4 separate regions of the Mus musculus genome follow, and regions 1, 2 and 3 are each linked to region 4. The links are chromatin contacts, called in public HiChIP or PLAC-seq maps. All regions are on one chromosome and are shown on one strand. Each heading gives the region's core, a stretch centred on a gene start, on an enhancer-like site or on the middle of the called end of the contact. The rest is flanking DNA. Distances are from core to core; before and after follow the strand shown.

Region 1 (3,952 bases), core at 961-3,460, 190 kb before region 4:
AGCCTTCCAACAGTTAAGAGGCCATTCTGTTCCCTTAGGCCCGGCAACTCTGGTCCTTCCCGCCTCCTTCTGCTCTGAGCCATCCAGGGAGGGCCCTTACTTTGCAAGTATCAGAGAGCTCCAGGGACCTGGCCCACAACTCACCTGGGGGTGCCACGGAGAGTGCCATGGTTCCATAGTACGAGAAGGCGCCCGTCTCAAACTTCATGTTCTCCTTGCCTGCTTCTACCTCCACCTTCCCCTGAAAGAACATAGGGTTAAGGTTAGCGTGGCTTGAGATGGTGCGAGGCCTGTGTGGCAACAGGAGAGGGGCTAAAGCAGGGCAGAGCACACAACAGAGCCATAAACGCTTGGCCACAGTGCCCTGCAGCATTCAAGGGCTTGACCTGTGGGCACAAGAGTGGCCTCTCGGAGATGACACACAACCTGGAGCAAGCACATTCAAGGGTAGGCCGTAGACTCTCTCGTGGTTCACCAGAAGGCGAGGTGCAGGTGTGGGGAGGCGTGAGTGGCCTGCACACTCAGGCCTTGGGTCCGAGGCTCACCTGCAGGATGAGGACGAAGCAATCGGCCGGCTTGTTCCGGGTGTACAGGTAGTGGCGAACGCAGTACCTGTTGTGCTCATTGAACCTGAGCTCCTGAATGACGTCGGGGTACTTGAGCAGCCGGAGCAGGATCTTCTCTGACATCAGAGAGGGGCTAAACTGGGGCACCTCTGCAGGAGAGAGACAGGACTTCACAGGTGCCCGCCCGGGACAGGCAGCCAACATGGACGTGACCACGCCACTCTGTACTAGAATGGCTTCCTCCCTGCTTGGGCCATTTCTTCAGCCTGCACCTCCCTGGGAAGTACCACGCTTGGCTTCTGCGGCTTAGATGGCATCAGCCAGCTTCCACAGCTCCAGTAGAGCAGTCATGCCCTTTGGCAGACTACTGAACTTACATGTCTCCATTTTCTCATCAGGGAGATAGGGACACGACTTCCCTGGGTGGTCTCATGCTTAAGTGGCACCACAGGTAGAGTATTCTTGGCTGGTGCATGTTAATTAAGTGTTCCTACAATTACTACTCTGCATCATATCGGAAAAACACAAAGGAAAAGGGGTTTACCGACACTTTTAGCAAGTGGGCCTGAAGGGAAGTGGCAGCATGGGTGGCAGGGTTTGTCTCAACTGTCACCCATGTCCCAGAGGTGCTTTAAATTAGAGGGACGGGAGGAGTGCTGCTGAGGTACACGTCAGCTCTGTAGGAACCAGCCCAGCACAGCACAGCACAGAGGGAAGGTGGAAGCCCTACTTCAGGGCAGGTTAGCAGGTCAGAGGGAGACAGCCTGAAGGGCCCGGGGGCCGGGTACTCCCTTGGATGTCTCAGCGCTTGCTCTGTACACTAGCTAGACTGTGTCTGCGAGTCTGTGGCAGCCGTGGTGAACATGATGATCTCTGTGGGAGGAGGGGGGTAAGATACCCAGACCTCTCCAAGGTGAGTGTGTGCCAGCACTCAGTGCTCTCCTTGGGAGGAATGGTCAGAGGCCCAGGGTTACTCCCTCTGTGACTACATTTCCTTCTACCCATGGCGGAAGGCGCTTCACGCTCTTACCTGTGGCCAGGAAGCGATGAGCAGCCAGAAGAAGCTGAGGTGAGATTTTCACTTTGAGTTCATTGTCAGTGTCCTTGAAGGCAGAGAAGTCACGCTTGTTTTTCACGGACACCCGTTTCCGGGTCCGATTATCAGCTGTAAGAGGAAAGGTCTGGACCTGAACTATACTTCCCAGGCTTCTCTCCACAGAGCAGCAGGCTCCAGGCAGGGAGGGTGAAGGAGGCTCAGCATTGTGCCCTTCCTCCCCACAGACAATACAGGGCACCTAGCTGACTACCAGACCTGACTCAGGGGTTCTGGGGCCTCCCCAGCCATGCCCTGTAGCCTCTCTGCCTAGGGATACCAGACTTCAGAGATACAATAGGATTCTGGGCCCATGGTGAGGGCTCAACTCACTGTACATGTCCGACTCATCGAGGATCTCGGACTTGATGATCTCCTCGATGACGTCCTCCAGAGTGACCAGGCCCAGCACCTCGTAGAAGGGGTCGCCCTCGCCCTCATTGTTCACCTTCTGCACGATGGCCAGGTGGGACTTGCCTGTGGGGACAGCACACTAGGTCAGGTATGAAGCAATGTCAACACATTAGGCTTGAGTCACTGGGCAGTCACCGGAGTCTGCCTTCCTTGCCAGGTTTCAGATACTGCTCTCATGACTAGGAGGACCACAGTGCTTGGAAAGGCCTTACATTGAGGACCTTTTGTTTAAAGAGTACAGAAACTGGGTATGGTAACTCACATCTGTTATCCCAATACTCGAGAAGCAAAAACAGGAGGATCGCTGCAAGTTTGAGGCCATCCTGGGTTATACAACCAAACCCAGGCTTGCCTAGACTATACTTAACCCCCTGTCACAAGAAGGGGAAAAAAAAAAGATGGAGAGGAGGAAGAAGAGGAGGAGGAGGAGGAGAGAATGACAGGCTGTGCCTGGTGCTGCCTGCCAGGGCTTCTGAGGCCTCCAGGAGGAGTGAGGCTGTAGTACAAGACCACAGGAAGCCCATGGTCAGGGCGTGCACATGACAGCTGGACAGAGAGTCTAGCAGCTGCCCACATGGCAGGCCCCTGGTGGGCATGGAGCACTAGGGAACCACTGAGCAGTCGGCCTTGCTCAATGCCAAAAATTCTTGACACTAGCTTGCCCACTGGGCCCTACAAAAAGGTTTCTAGCTAAGAAGCCACTTAGAACCCTATGCTGGGCTAGCTCAGGCCCCCCAAGCTGTGTGCTTTGCCAAAGGGGACAGCTGTTCATCATGGCAGAACCTTTCTTTCTCACAGAAGACACTTCTGTTAAGATCACCAGTGACCTTCAATGGGAAGGTTTTATTCTTAGAGGACCTGCTGGCCAGTGGTCCTTACTCCCTCCTGGAAACCCCTTTCCGTTGGCAACAGACATTTCCCTGCTGTATTCCTGGCCCCAGGGTGTCTTCCTTTTCTTTCTTTTCTTCCTTTTTCCTTTTCCTTTCTTCCTTTCCTTTCTTCCTTTTCTTTTTTTTAATTAAAAAAAATGTGTGTGTGTTTCCCTGGATGCACTCTGTGTACCACATGTACGTACTCTTAGTGCCCCTGGAAGCCAGCAGAGGGTGTCAGATCTCCAGAACTGAACTGGAGTGACAGTAGTTGTGAGCAGCCAGATTTTGTCTTCTGTAGCTTGTGCTGACCTTGAACTCATGAACCTCCCGACTGACTTAGTTTTTAAGGGCTTGAATTACAAGTGTGTAGAGGTGTGTTACTATCCTTGGTTCCTCCCTGACCTCTTAATGCTGGAGAGCTGAGTCCTTGCTAGTGACTTAAATAGACAAGTGTCAAGATAGCTCAAATTAAAAAAAAAAAAATCTGTTGCTTCAAGGCAGGGTCTCATGTAGCTGAACTTTCTGAAGCTCCCTGTGGAGCTGAGCCCCTGACCCTCCCGCCACTACCTCCCAAGTGCATGGGGTTATAGGGTCTGCACCGTCCTGCCCACATCAGAGAGCACCGCTATCCCAAATCAAGGCTGTGTGCAGGTTAGGCAGGCACTCGAATATTGTGCTATATTCCCAGACTCTAAGTAAAATTTTGTAGCCTTCTTCTGTGTCCTCAAATCTTCTATCCAACTGTAAGCTAAAAGCCTCAACACCTGGAACCTGACAGGGCTAGGAGCTAGCTCATGACCCCACAGTCTTTCTCTTCTCTGCTCAAGACAGCTCCATTCTGTCCTTTCAGTTAGCAAGGCTCAGATGAAGCCAGCGGCCTCCTCTCACTCTACTCCTCTTCATCCACTCAGCTGCAGAGACAGAGAGGGAAGGAGACGGGCTGCAGACATGAGAAGCAGCATGCCAGAGTTAGTCATTTCAGAGTTTCTGTACTGCTGATATGCCAT
Region 2 (3,851 bases), core at 1,103-3,602, 160 kb after region 4:
TGCAACACTGGGGGAACTCGGCTTGTGTTCTAAGCCTGTGCTGTCACCCAGTGTGCTGCCCTTCCTGCTGCCTGGTGAAGGATCATGCCACAGGGAAACTACCTGTGCGCTGGTTAACAAACCGTTTGTTTTCTTTACTGCAGATTGTACGGACAGATCTGAAGGAGTTAAGAGATTTCAATTTGGATGGTGCGCCTTACGGTTACACTCCCTTCTGCGACAGCAGGAGAGAGATGGATGGCTACCGCTTCTGGAAGTCAGGGTACTGGGCCAGTCATTTGGCTGGACGAAAGTATCACATCAGGTACTGAGAGGGTGCCCTGCTTATGCCTCTTATACTACATATAAAGAGAGACTTAGTTTATTTGTTTAGCTGCATATACTGCAGTATGTTCTTCATAGTTTTCCTGTGAGTGTGTCCTGATGTATAATCTACTAAGTACATTGTTTTGCCTATTTCAAGCATATTCGTAACCTTTGGGTGGCACATGCCTTTAATCCCAGCACTTGGGAGACAGAGGCCAGGGAATCTCTGTGAGTTTAAAGCTAGCATGGTCTACAAAGTGAGACCCTGTCTAAAAAACAAAAAAACACCAAACAAACAAAACCCACAACCAGTATACCAGTATATGCATTTATTACTTCAAATGGACACTCCATGTCTTCTGGAAGAAGGTGATTTGGAGGCTAGGACATATACAAGAAATATTATCGAGCTGGAGAGATGTTCTCTGAGATGAGGACCACTGGCTACTTTTCCATAGCACCAACACCCACACCCACATGGGTGCTCACACCTGCCTATAAGCCCAGGTCCAGGGCACCTTTTGGCCTGTGTAGGCACTGTTTGCATGTGATATACAGACATAGATGCAGGTAAAACACCCATACACATTTACAAAAAAAAAAACAAAAAATACATCTTTTTTAAAAAAAGAAAAGATTGACTTATTTTATGTGTATGAGTATTTTGCCTGCATGAAGGCCAGAAGATGTCAGAGTCCCTGAAACTGGAGTTACAGAAGATGGTGAGCCACTGTGTGCATGAAGGGAACCAAACTCTGATCCTCTAGAAGGGTAGCCAGGGCTCCTAACCTCTGCGACAATCCTCAGGGCCCTAAGTAACTCCTTGTTAAAATGAGCACACACAGAGATGAATGATGGCTGCGGTGACTTCAGTTTTATTCCGTGTTTCTTGGCTGCAGAGAATTGGAACCCTGCCTGCTCCTCTCCTGTTATCTTAAGATGTCGTCAGGATAGTGGTGGCAAATTGTTATCATTTATCAGTTTCAGTGATCTTTATCACTGGATCTTTTGAGTTAGCCAGATTTCTTTTTGTCTTTCTTATATTTATTTTATGTGTGTGAATATACTGTTGCTCTCTTCAGACACACCAGAAGAGGGCATCAGATCCCATTACAGATGGTTGTGAGCCACCATGTGGCTGCTGGGAATTGAACTCAGGTTCTCTGGAAGAGCAGTCAGTGCTCTTAACCACCAAGCCATCTCTCCAGCCCCTAGATAGAAATCTTGCCTCAGAAATTAGTTTCCTTGTAAGACAACAAAATAAAAAGCTGGCCAAAGTGAGCCGTCAGAGCAGGCCATAGCCTGCAGGTGTGTGATCCTCTTGGCCATGTGCATGCGCCCTCTGCGGCATCTTCCACTCTCTCTCTGGGACACTGGCCTGTTCCATCCATGACCTCTCCCACCATTCAGTTGGGTTCATTGTTGACATCAATTGATGGTTTGTCTGTAACAAGTGTCTCCTCTCCACTCAGTGCGCTGTATGTCGTGGATCTGAAGAAGTTTAGGAAAATAGCTGCTGGAGACAGACTCAGGGGACAGTACCAAGGTCTGAGCCAGGATCCCAACAGTCTTTCAAATCTTGATCAAGTAAGTGACCGTTGACATTACACATACAAGTATGCCATTTGTGTCTGAAAATGAAGTAGTGTTTGTGTGCTTTCTCAGAACTGAACTATTTCTTCATGGAAAGTATGTGAGTGTGAGTGTGAGTGAGTGTGTGTGTGTGTGTGTGTGTGAGAGAGAGAGAGAGACTTGTCTGATCCCAAAGGCTCTGAGACTGTCAAAAAGCTCAGAATTTACACTAAAAAGTAGTAAAATTTTCTAGCCCTGACTGCCCTCCATGTCAGAACTTTCAGGAAGGCTTGCTGAATAACTTTTCCAATAACAAGCATTTTCAGAAGTAAAATTACAGGTTTGTTTCGTTTGGGTTTGTGTTCTGTTTATTTGTCTTTATGTGCATGGGTGTTTTGCCTGCATGTAGGTCTATGCACTGTATGTGCAGTGCTCCCAGAGACCAGGAGAGGGAGTCTCAATCACCCTGAGCTGGAGTGACAGACAGGTGTTAGAGCAGCCAGGGCTCCTACCCTCACCCTTCTCCTCAGCCCCAGTTGTAGCTTTAAGTGTTTTAGATATCTACTGTCAATCTGCTGCTGCAGCTGCTGTTTTGAGACCAGGTAGCACTTAGTAGCCTTGGCTGGCCTGGAACTCTCTTTGTAGACAGGGCTGGTCTAGAGATCCACCAGCCTCTGCCTCCGTAGTGCTGAGATTAAAGGCATGAGCCACAATACCCAGCTTGTTTAAAGTCTTTCTTAAAATATGTTGTTGTTTATTGTGATATGTAGCATCCATTAAAAGAATCCATCTTCAGGTGTATCAAGGAGTCACTACAAAGCCAAGGCTATAACCAGAGCCCCGTGCGTCAGGAGCATGTCACTCCTGATAGCAGACTGCTGCCCTGCTCCCTGACTGTGGCAGGCAGGAGGCAGCCCACTTGCCACTCTGTAGACTCTACTGAGCCTGCTGTCTAGCCTGGACACCATGCTTCTATTTAGCCTCTTGGCCTCTGCTGACCTGGGGATGTGTTCCCTCTACTCACTTTCCTTTGTAGTTTTGTGCCCTTCACCAGCCGTTCCCCATTCTATCTCTTCCTTCCTGTAGAGCTTCCTGCAGCTAACCACCTTCACTCAGCTCGCCCCCCCACCCTGCTCAATCTTAGTAGTTTATTATTTTAGTCTTTTGTCCTTTGTTCTTTGTGTTTCCTGTCTAGTTAGTTTAGTCTTCTGTTTGTCCTTCATTTTAATTAACATATTTGCTTCCATTTTAGTATTTTTTGTTTTCAGTCTGTGCTGGAATCCTCTGTCCTTTATCTTTAGCAGCTGTCTCATGCAGAGTGACAGTTTGCACTGCCAGGTCTTTGACCCACCTGCTGGCTCTCATCTCATGACCTCTGAGCATATGACTGCTTTTGTTCATGTTTTCTCTCAGCTGTTTCTTTTCTTTATTTTTTTCCTTTTATTGAAAATAATTTTCCCCCTCACATAATATATCCCGATTCCAGTTTCCCGTTCCTTCCCCTCCTCACATTGGATTCACCTGCTTTCTGTCTCTCAGTAGAAAATAGCATCTAAGGGATAATAATAGAATACAGAATAAAAAGATAAAACAAAAGCTAACACATTCAGAATTGAACAAAACAAACAGGAGGAAAAGAAAAGGCACAAGAATCAGAAACCCACTCATTTATTTGCACACTCAGGAATCACATAAAGACCCTAAACTGGGAGCCATGATATGTATGGCTGTAAGACTGTGTTATATTATAAAGTATATTATGTATAATTATTATCTTCCCGCAGAGTAGAAAGTGCAGGTTCAGCAGTATCTAAAGTTTATTTTGTTGACGGTTTGATGAAGGAAATTGTCTCAGTTACTTTTCATTCCTATTTCTGTGAGAAAACACTATGCCCAAGGCCATTGATAAAGCCTTTAACTGCGCCTATGGTTTCAGAGAGTTAGAGGCCTTGATGGCAGGGCAAAAAAACCAC
Region 3 (3,853 bases), core at 60-2,559, 230 kb before region 4:
GTGCAACCATGCCCAGCTGCATCAAGTGTAGAACAGTGGAGAGCAGAGCTACTCTTTCTTTTTTTCTTTTCTCTTCTTTTCTTTCTTTCTTTCTTTCTTTCTTTTTTTTTTTTTTTTTTTTTTTTTTTTTTGAGACAGGGTTTCTCTGTGTAGCCCCAGCTGTCCTGGAACTCACTCTAGACCAGGCTGGCCTCGAACTCAGAAATCCACCTGCTTCTGCCTCCCGAGTGCTGGGATGAAAGGCGTGCGCCACCACTGCCCGGCTTACTCTGACTTTATCTGCCTTCTTCCTTAGGAGTAAGTGTTTTTCCTCATCACCAAGGGTGTTTTTGCAGGGCCAGCATACCCAGGCCGCTTTAAAAAGCACACTGCTGACCCTCCATGGTCTTCAGTCCTTTTAGCCACCCCTCCCCTCGAGCTTACATGGTCATCTCTGTTGATGCTGCCTGTGCAAGAATCTTGTTTACTGGGTATCTGATTTCCTCTCAAAGGTCACGCTGGAGTTCAGGGCACAGCGGAGTGAAAAGCATTCCTGGCTTCTCAAGAATTAGGTATTTGATTTTTGTTGGCTAAAAACAGTTTGCTTCGTGGCTGGCCGTCATGGCTATTGACAGACGGAGCAAGACCTGGAGCAGGTCTCCGTCCCCTTGCCCTGTTGAAGGGCATGCTTCATGCCCAGAGAGTATCTGATGTGGACCTGGAAGGCTCCTTCAGCCATATGAGGGCTGATGACAGGCTGGGCAGGAGGCCATGCTGGCTGTCAGCCGGCTGAGGGACAAATCTGGGAGGGAAGGGCAGCCTTAAGACTAGCCAGTTGGGAAATGGTATGAAGCCTAGTTTCATCACGTAGCCCATGAGAATTCACAAGGCATTAGGTCAGCCTCTTATGTCATTGCTCCTGAGGTCCTCTGTAGGTTGCCTGCTTTGTGCTGGGCTGACTGCACTGGGCACTCTGCAGCATCTCAGGCAGCCAGATCTATACTGTGAGCCTGGGCTTCTCACCAGTGGGTTCTAAACTGAAGAGTAAGAGACGTTTCCCTTGAGTCTGGCCCAGGCATCCCAGACCATGGGGTGGTAAAATGGCTCCCTGGTAGATGTGGGTGCAGCAGGTGCAGGGTAGTGGGTGTCCAAGGGAGGAGACTGCCAACTCAGCACCAGACAGCTCCTTTTCCCGCCCCCAGTGGGCCACATTCCCAGAACGGTATTTTGGTCAGTGTGACAGGGCCCCAGAGTCATCTGGCCTGGGCACAAGCTTTGTCCTTTCCCTCCCCCAAGAGAGTGCTCTCCCATAAAAGAGCTGAGCTCAATTCGCTAGGTGCATGGAGAGCAAGGGGGGACCATGGACTTCATCAGCATTGAGCAGTTGGTAAGGATGTGAGGAGGATGGGTGACCGCTGAAGATTCAGGACAAGGCGCAGGGACCCAGAGCATGTGGCCAGAGTAGCGAAGTCTGGCTGAGTGAGGGTAGGCTTTCTGGGATCTGAGGGTCAGGTCTCATGTGAGGGGAAGGAGCTGCGAGAGGATGGGGGAACTCGAGTTACTGAGTCTGTTTGGTTTTGGTGAATGTGGTTCTGGGGGTCCATCTTGGGGCTTCACACATGTGAGGGTAGCACCCTACCAAAGAGCTGCACCCTCAAACTTGTAGGTTTGCCCTTGTTGGATGGTGGAAGAGAAATGGTGATAGTTATTCTGGTAGCCATGGATATAGCTGTACGCACAGTTCCTTTAGGTCAAGCAAGAGGCGGTCCAGATGGAACTTTCCAGAGGGTCTGGTCACTTTAAGGGGTGTTCCTGGATTTCCCCCAGCAGCGAGAGAAATAGCCATGGCAGTACAGCTATGTGATGCTGGTGACGTGGGGCAAAGAGGGTATGGGGCACACATGTCTCACTGTGGTGTGGTGGCCCCTCTGGGAGGTAAATGTCCAAGCCGGGTCCTAGGGGCTTGAGGTTGTTACAGTGGCTTAGAAGGGAAAGCTAGGCCATTTGGCCAGAAGCCTCAGCCTGTTCTTCTCTCCCAGCATCTGCAACCTATGTGTTCTCTGGCTCCCCGGGTGGCTGCTAAGGGAATGGGTAGGCTGTAGTGGATGGTCACTGAGCCCATCTTACCGAGGCAGAAACATAATTTCTCTAAGACCCAAGGGCTGAAAGCAGGGATTTGGAATTTGGCCCAAGGGCCTCTCATCTCTAAGCTCGAGTCAGGTGGCAGTGTGGCATAACCTCATAGGAATCTGCGGGTAGAAGCGCAGGGTGGAAGCTAAGGTGTCACCTGGCATGAACACAGCAGTATAAATAGACTCCACCCCCTCAACTCTGTGATCTGCTGATAGGGACAGCCAGTCATTTCCCCTGGGCCTTGGCCATTGCCACAGTTGGTGAAAATTGCAGGTGGTGTGTATGTGTGTGTGTGTGTGTACATGCGTGTGCACATGTGCCTGCATGCCAACAGTGCAGCCAACCAGGAAGTATTCAGCAGGAAGAGTCAGACTGACTCCCAGGTTCACATCTGCTCTTTGTATGTCTGGGCTCTGCCATCTTAATGCCATGCCACCACTGATTTCAAAGCACCCCTACAGTTGTCCCGATCCTTAATCTATCCTACGTGTCCTGCAGGTAAGTGGAGAAAGAGTTGATAGGAAAGCGTTGGAGTTTGGACGTGGAGTTCCTGATCCTGGAGGCTGGCCTAGTGGCTGGACGCTGGGACCCCAAGAGGCTGTGGCCCGGGAGAAACTAAAGTTGGAGGAAGAGAAAAGGAAGAAAGTGAGTGTTCTTGGAAGGGGGTGATGGGAGTGGGGCAGAGTGGGTATCGGGAGCAGTAAGGGCCGCTGTCAGCAGCCAAAGCAACTGGGTGCTTCTTTAAAGCAGAACTGGTTTAGCCAGCAGCCCGCCCCTACCCTGTGGCTGATGTCGGGCTCGGGTGTCTCTTCTGCCCTAGCTGGAAAGATTTAACAGCTCCAGACTGACTCTGGACAATCTGACAGACTTGGAAAACTTGGTTCAAAGACGAAGAAAAAAACGACAGAGACACAAAGTCCCCCCCAGGGAACCTGAGTCTGGGGCTGAGGTGAGTGAGAGAGAGGGTAGACCTGGTGTTCCAGAGCACAGATGGCCTCCTATCTTGGCAGCCTGGGAGGACCGGGTGCAGGGGCCGTAGCTGTACAGCCATCACATAGGGAACTGCATGGAATGCGTCCCAGACCCTTCCTATGGAAGGACCATCCCAGTACATTCTACAGCTCACTTAGCAGCTGCTTGGCTTCTTTCAACAGAATTCCTGTTGAAATAACTTAAGAGCTTATCCTGACTCACTGTTTCAGAGGATAGTTCACTGTTATGGGGGGAGGGGAGCGCACAAGGGTAGGAGCTTGAGGGAGCTATCACATAGCAACCACAGGCAGGAAGCAGAGGAGAGCATCATGCCCGGTACAGACCTTTGTAAAGCACCAGGTAGGTGCTGTGAATTGAACCTGGATCTTCTACAAGTGCCCTTAGCTGCCGAGGCCCTCTCCAGCCCCAGCGCTCACTCTTTGGAGCTTGCTGTCTCCTTCTTCTTCAGTCTAGGTCCCCAGCCCACCTGATGGTTTCACTCTCACTTCGGATGGCTTGCATCAACTAGCCTAATCTAGATAATCTCTCGATGATGTGCCCCAGGGCTTGTCTCCTACATGATTCTAAATCACAGGCGGCTAGCTATAACAGTGATGGCCACCAGGGAGGGACTTAGCCACACAAACGGGTGATTCCGGTTTGTTCAGGGCTGTCCTTCAGCGTCCGCTTACCTGTTCAGCCTCTTGGGGCTGCTGGCACTAGTGCCCCCTGGTCTGTAGTCTTTTTTTTTTTTTTTTCTTCTTCTTTT
Region 4 (3,652 bases), core at 649-3,148:
ACTGCCTGGCATTCTCCTCCTTGGGCTTGCTCCAGTAGGCAGTTTGGGGGGGGGGGGGGGACAGTCCTACCAAGAGCCAGCCTTGAGGACAGCTGGACAGGAGTCTGAGGATCCAGGACACAGCACCAGCCACAGCCCACCCTCAGCACCTCTGCCAAGCTCTGTTAGCGGCTAGAGACAAGCTGAGAGTCCTAGGGGCTGCATAAAGGCAGAGAGGGGTGTAGGGGCACCAGGTATGAGATTCCAGACTCCAACTGCCCTGAGAGAGCCCAAGAGATCCTACTCCTGGGAGGACTGAGTCTTCACCGCCCCACCCTTCATCCATACGTTTGATGAAAATTGCTCTCTCTATGTATCATTTCCGGTTTTCCCACCCCACCTATGCTGAAACAAGCTGCAGAGGTTGACTCAACAGAAGGCCAAAACCCCTACACAGGGAACTTCCGGACCTCACTTTTCCTTTCTCCTCCTCTCCTCACCCTAGCACGGTGCCTGCTACACTCGTCCAAGAGGCAATCTAGATCATTACAGATCAGCTTCCCACCGAGGGCAGCGGAAGGCCACTAGGAAAGAAGAGAAAGAGCAAGGAGTTTTTGAAGCCTGGTCCTCCCTCACTGTCAGACCTTAGTCTGTCTCTATGCCTCAGTTTCTCTGTAATAGAAGACGGGGTGGGGTATATAATTCTAGGCCATTCTGCCTCTGTCACTTCAAGTTCTAGGCCAAGCAGTCATTTAGGACACTAACTGCTGTAGAGACAGACCCTCTAGCTTAACATTCCTCACCCTCCCCTGCCCAGGCATCCATCCTCTTTAGACACTGAGATCCTTAGATTTGCATCAATTCCCAGCAGTGCCCGCGGGGCGGGGCAAGGAGCACCTGTTACACTCATCTGAAATGAAAGACTCTGCAAACTAGGGGATACAGCCTGAGCAGCACAATTTGGGATTAATTTGAGGCCTTCCCGGCCTACGGTTGGCCCCACTGTGCCTGTGGGTTAGGTGTGGGATGTGACCCCGGCCAGGGAGCAACGCCTGGGTAGTGAGTGCAAAGGGCCACAGATCGGTGGTGTGGTTGTGCCCCTAGTTCGCAATAAGAGCAAAGCCAAACTTGTTCGTCGCACTCTGGCAGCCTGAGCTTCTGCCCTCGGTCCACTAAACACCCCCAGTCCAGGGCCATCACCCTGTCCCTTTGAAGAGACCCGAGGGAAAAGAGGGAAACTCAGAAGATCAGGCGGGTAAAAAGAAACCGTCTTTCCTGCTGGGGGTTGGAAAGAAAAAGAAACAAAAAGAAAAAGGAAAGAGAAGAGAGAAGGAGCAGGGGATCTGAAGCGTGTGACCGTCAAACCATCAGCATGTCCCTTGGCAGAAAAGAGGAACCGTTGATTCTTCAAAGCGCATTGAGCAATTTCTTCAAAACCCGCGCAGTCACTTTCAGGAATCGCGGCCGCAGTGGGAAGCGCTGCGCGCGGCCCGGGCGCCTCGGTTTCTGAGAAGCGAAGCGCTGGGCTGGCACGGGGCAGGGAGGGGCCCGCGGCCGAGAAGCTGCTGCTGACAGCTGTCACAACAAATGGGCCCAGAGCAGCTCGAGATTGAAACCGCAGCAGGAAGTGTGGGCGGCTCAGTGAATTTCAGTCCAGACTCGGAGAGGAGAGTTTCGAGATAAACGCCTGGGAAGCCCCTGGCCGCCCCGACTTTCCACGAGAAGAGAGCACGCAGACATTCGGGTTACCCTGAGAGCCACGATCGCTCTGGGACCCCAGCCCTCTGACCCCGGCGCCGCCCGCCAGCCGCTTACCCATGGCCCAGCGAGAGCGCGCGTCGCTATGCAGAGACCCTCTACACGCACAGCCGTCCTGTCCCAGCGCTCTCGGCGCGACTGACTACCGGCGCCGCTCGACTGCCTCCTCCCCCGCGGACCCGCCCATGGACCCGCCCCCCCCCAGCGCTCTGGGCGCCCATTGGTGAATCCTATTTTCTAGAGCGGAGCAGACTCCGCCCCCTTAGACCCGAGGACGTCTGGGAGTTGTAGTGTGCGCCCACTTTGCAGCTAGGGGCTGATGTAAGAAACTCAAGAATCAACTGCTGTCGCATGTCTGTTGGTTTCCCTAGAGGCAAAACTAGAGTCTTAGAAAAACTGCCCGCTCTTTGTAGCTTGCCAAAGACTGGGTGGGGTTAAATAAAGTGCTTCTGGCTTTTACCTGAAGTGGTCCTGGCCGGTTCCATCCTTTCCAACTTTACACAGTAAGTACTGTTAGCCTACCAGAGGCCAATCTAGAAAGTCTGTGGTCCAGGCCTAATGCCCAAAATGCCCATGTCTACATATGTCATGTAGACTGAGTGAAAGCCACAAGATGGACCGTGCAAAGAGGAAGTGAACGAGTTGAGGGTGAATGTGGACAAGATTAGTAGAGAGAACAGTCATTTGGACCCGTGTGGGTTATAGAAGATGACGCTAAAACTTGAGATTTAAAAGCAGAAAGCCTTATTAGCTTGAACTCGAACTCTGTTCCTATTATGTAGTTAGTATCCCCGGAATCAAATTCTGTTGATTAACTATAATACTCATACAGCTCGGTGCATTTCATACCATCATTATCTTCATTATATAGAGCAAAACAGGCCTGGGTGATTAATTAGCTCATATTACTGGTCGGTGGTAGGGCTAGAGAATTGGGGCACAGAGGAAGGCTTCATAGTTAGCCCCCAACATTTTAGTGTTCCCCTTCACACTGAACAAATGGACAGTCTGCATTTGATGACTTTGACCCTCTGGGCTTTATCCATAAGCTCTGGAATGGCAGATCTGCAAGCTCAGCCTGGAGCAGACACCAGTGAGCTTGGTGGATAATTGTAATAAACCAGTGCTTGCCGATCTGGTAACAGGCAATATTGTGGTTGATATTTATTAACTGCTCAGAATAACGAGCAGAACAATGATTGTAACAGTGCCTCCCACATCCAAGATTACAAACCCCAGTCCACCCCAAGAGATCCAAGACTCTAGCAGAGATGCAATCTACCAAGAGATACCACCTGGAAACTTCACAGGCTTCTAGTCACTGTGTTCATTTGGTAAGGGTCGATTGGTTGGGTTAGCTACAGTGCCAGGTTAGGTATGGAGATCTGCACGCTGCCTTCAGTGTTGCAGTATAGACCATCCACTACCTCCTGGATTGGATACATCTATCAATGAGGCACTCACTACCTTTCAAAGCCACAGCTAATCCGACCTCTGAAAAGGAGGATCCTACCGTCCAGGCAGGAGAGCTCACTCTCAGGCAGTGCTGTTTGTGCAAAGCCTCAGCAAGTCAACACCTGTCTCGGGCAACCTGCGAACAATAAGATCTAAATTTAATTGTCTCCTGAGGCAACTCTTTGCAACAGAAAGTAATTTACAACAGCCAATAAACCCTGCTGAGGAATGATACCTCCATTTGCCTTCCTAAAAGCACAAACACTTCAGTTGCTCAAGCTTTACACACTCCTGCCCCAGCCCACAGCCACCGCCCTCCATCACTCTCCATCCATAGAACACCAGCTCAGGATAGCGTGAGCATTCATCAGTGCTTCCATGGTTTGGTTGTCTCTCTGGCAGCCTCCAGAAGAAAAACAAAACACCATTAATGCATAAATACATTCTTCCTGGAAAAGGC

Evidence for each region. HiChIP or PLAC-seq counts read pairs in DNA pulled down with a chosen protein or histone mark.
Region 1: an HNF4G HiChIP or PLAC-seq map of pancreatic cancer cells shows a contact between it and region 4. The contact joins the enhancer-like site here to the promoter of Arid5a in region 4. A contact is called at or near these places in 16 of 39 promoter capture datasets (the 3T3-L1 cell line, 3T3-L1-derived adipocytes, the HPC-7 cell line and 9 more), 26 of 484 Hi-C or Micro-C datasets (the AML12 cell line, the BV-2 cell line, the Ba/F3 cell line and 19 more), 21 of 115 datasets of contacts at active chromatin or transcription factors (the 230-238 cell line, DN3 thymocytes, the HPC-7 cell line and 12 more) and 4 of 9 other capture datasets (adipose tissue, embryonic stem cells, liver and 1 more).
Region 2: an H3K4me3 HiChIP or PLAC-seq map of pro-B cells shows a contact between it and region 4, with 2.0 times the contacts expected there. The contact joins the enhancer-like site here to the promoter of Arid5a in region 4. A contact is called at or near these places in 2 of 39 promoter capture datasets (the HPC-7 cell line and HPC-7-derived erythroid cells), 10 of 115 datasets of contacts at active chromatin or transcription factors (the 230-238 cell line, CD8 T cells, the HPC-7 cell line and 6 more) and 4 of 9 other capture datasets (adipose tissue, embryonic stem cells, liver and 1 more).
Region 3: a FOXA1 HiChIP or PLAC-seq map of pancreatic cancer cells shows a contact between it and region 4. The contact joins the promoter of Ankrd23 here to the promoter of Arid5a in region 4. A contact is called at or near these places in 3 of 39 promoter capture datasets (cranial neural crest and liver), 1 of 15 datasets of contacts at CTCF or cohesin (the NIH/3T3 cell line), 7 of 115 datasets of contacts at active chromatin or transcription factors (bone marrow-derived macrophages, effector CD8 T cells, embryonic stem cells and 3 more) and 3 of 9 other capture datasets (adipose tissue, liver and pancreatic islet).

Annotation. Positions count from the first base shown.
Region 1 is chr1:36,496,174-36,500,125 of GRCm38.p6, reverse strand. It overlaps Cnnm4 (cyclin M4), which reads right to left. Exons shown (of 7, transcript NM_033570.2): 2 at 1,993-2,136; 3 at 1,597-1,731; 4 at 546-715; 5 at 145-241. Among named protein-coding and RNA genes, the nearest start is that of Cnnm3, 14 kb to the left of the region's middle. Within about 2 kb of position 2,210, at least 13 of the 459 cell types and tissues checked have an H3K27ac peak or open chromatin away from gene starts, as enhancers often do. A contact at or near this core is called in pancreatic cancer cells, where this site is marked.
Region 2 is chr1:36,148,087-36,151,937 of GRCm38.p6, reverse strand. It overlaps Uggt1 (UDP-glucose glycoprotein glucosyltransferase 1), which reads left to right. Exons shown (of 41, transcript NM_198899.2): 37 at 144-304; 38 at 1,779-1,893. Among named protein-coding and RNA genes, the nearest start is that of Mir6897, 5.7 kb to the right of the region's middle. Within about 2 kb of position 2,352, at least 36 of the 459 cell types and tissues checked have an H3K27ac peak or open chromatin away from gene starts, as enhancers often do. A contact at or near this core is called in CD8 T cells, the HPC-7 cell line, the SCID.adh cell line and 2 more, where this site is marked.
Region 3 is chr1:36,533,195-36,537,047 of GRCm38.p6, reverse strand. Ankrd23 (ankyrin repeat domain 23) reads left to right here and starts at 1,309. Exons shown (of 9, transcript NM_153502.4): 1 at 1,309-1,366; 2 at 2,611-2,757; 3 at 2,933-3,061. The coding sequence starts at 1,340.
Region 4 is chr1:36,305,979-36,309,630 of GRCm38.p6, reverse strand. It overlaps Arid5a (AT rich interactive domain 5A (MRF1-like)), which reads right to left and starts at 1,898. Exons shown (of 7, transcript NM_001172205.1): 1 at 1,795-1,898. The coding sequence starts at 1,798.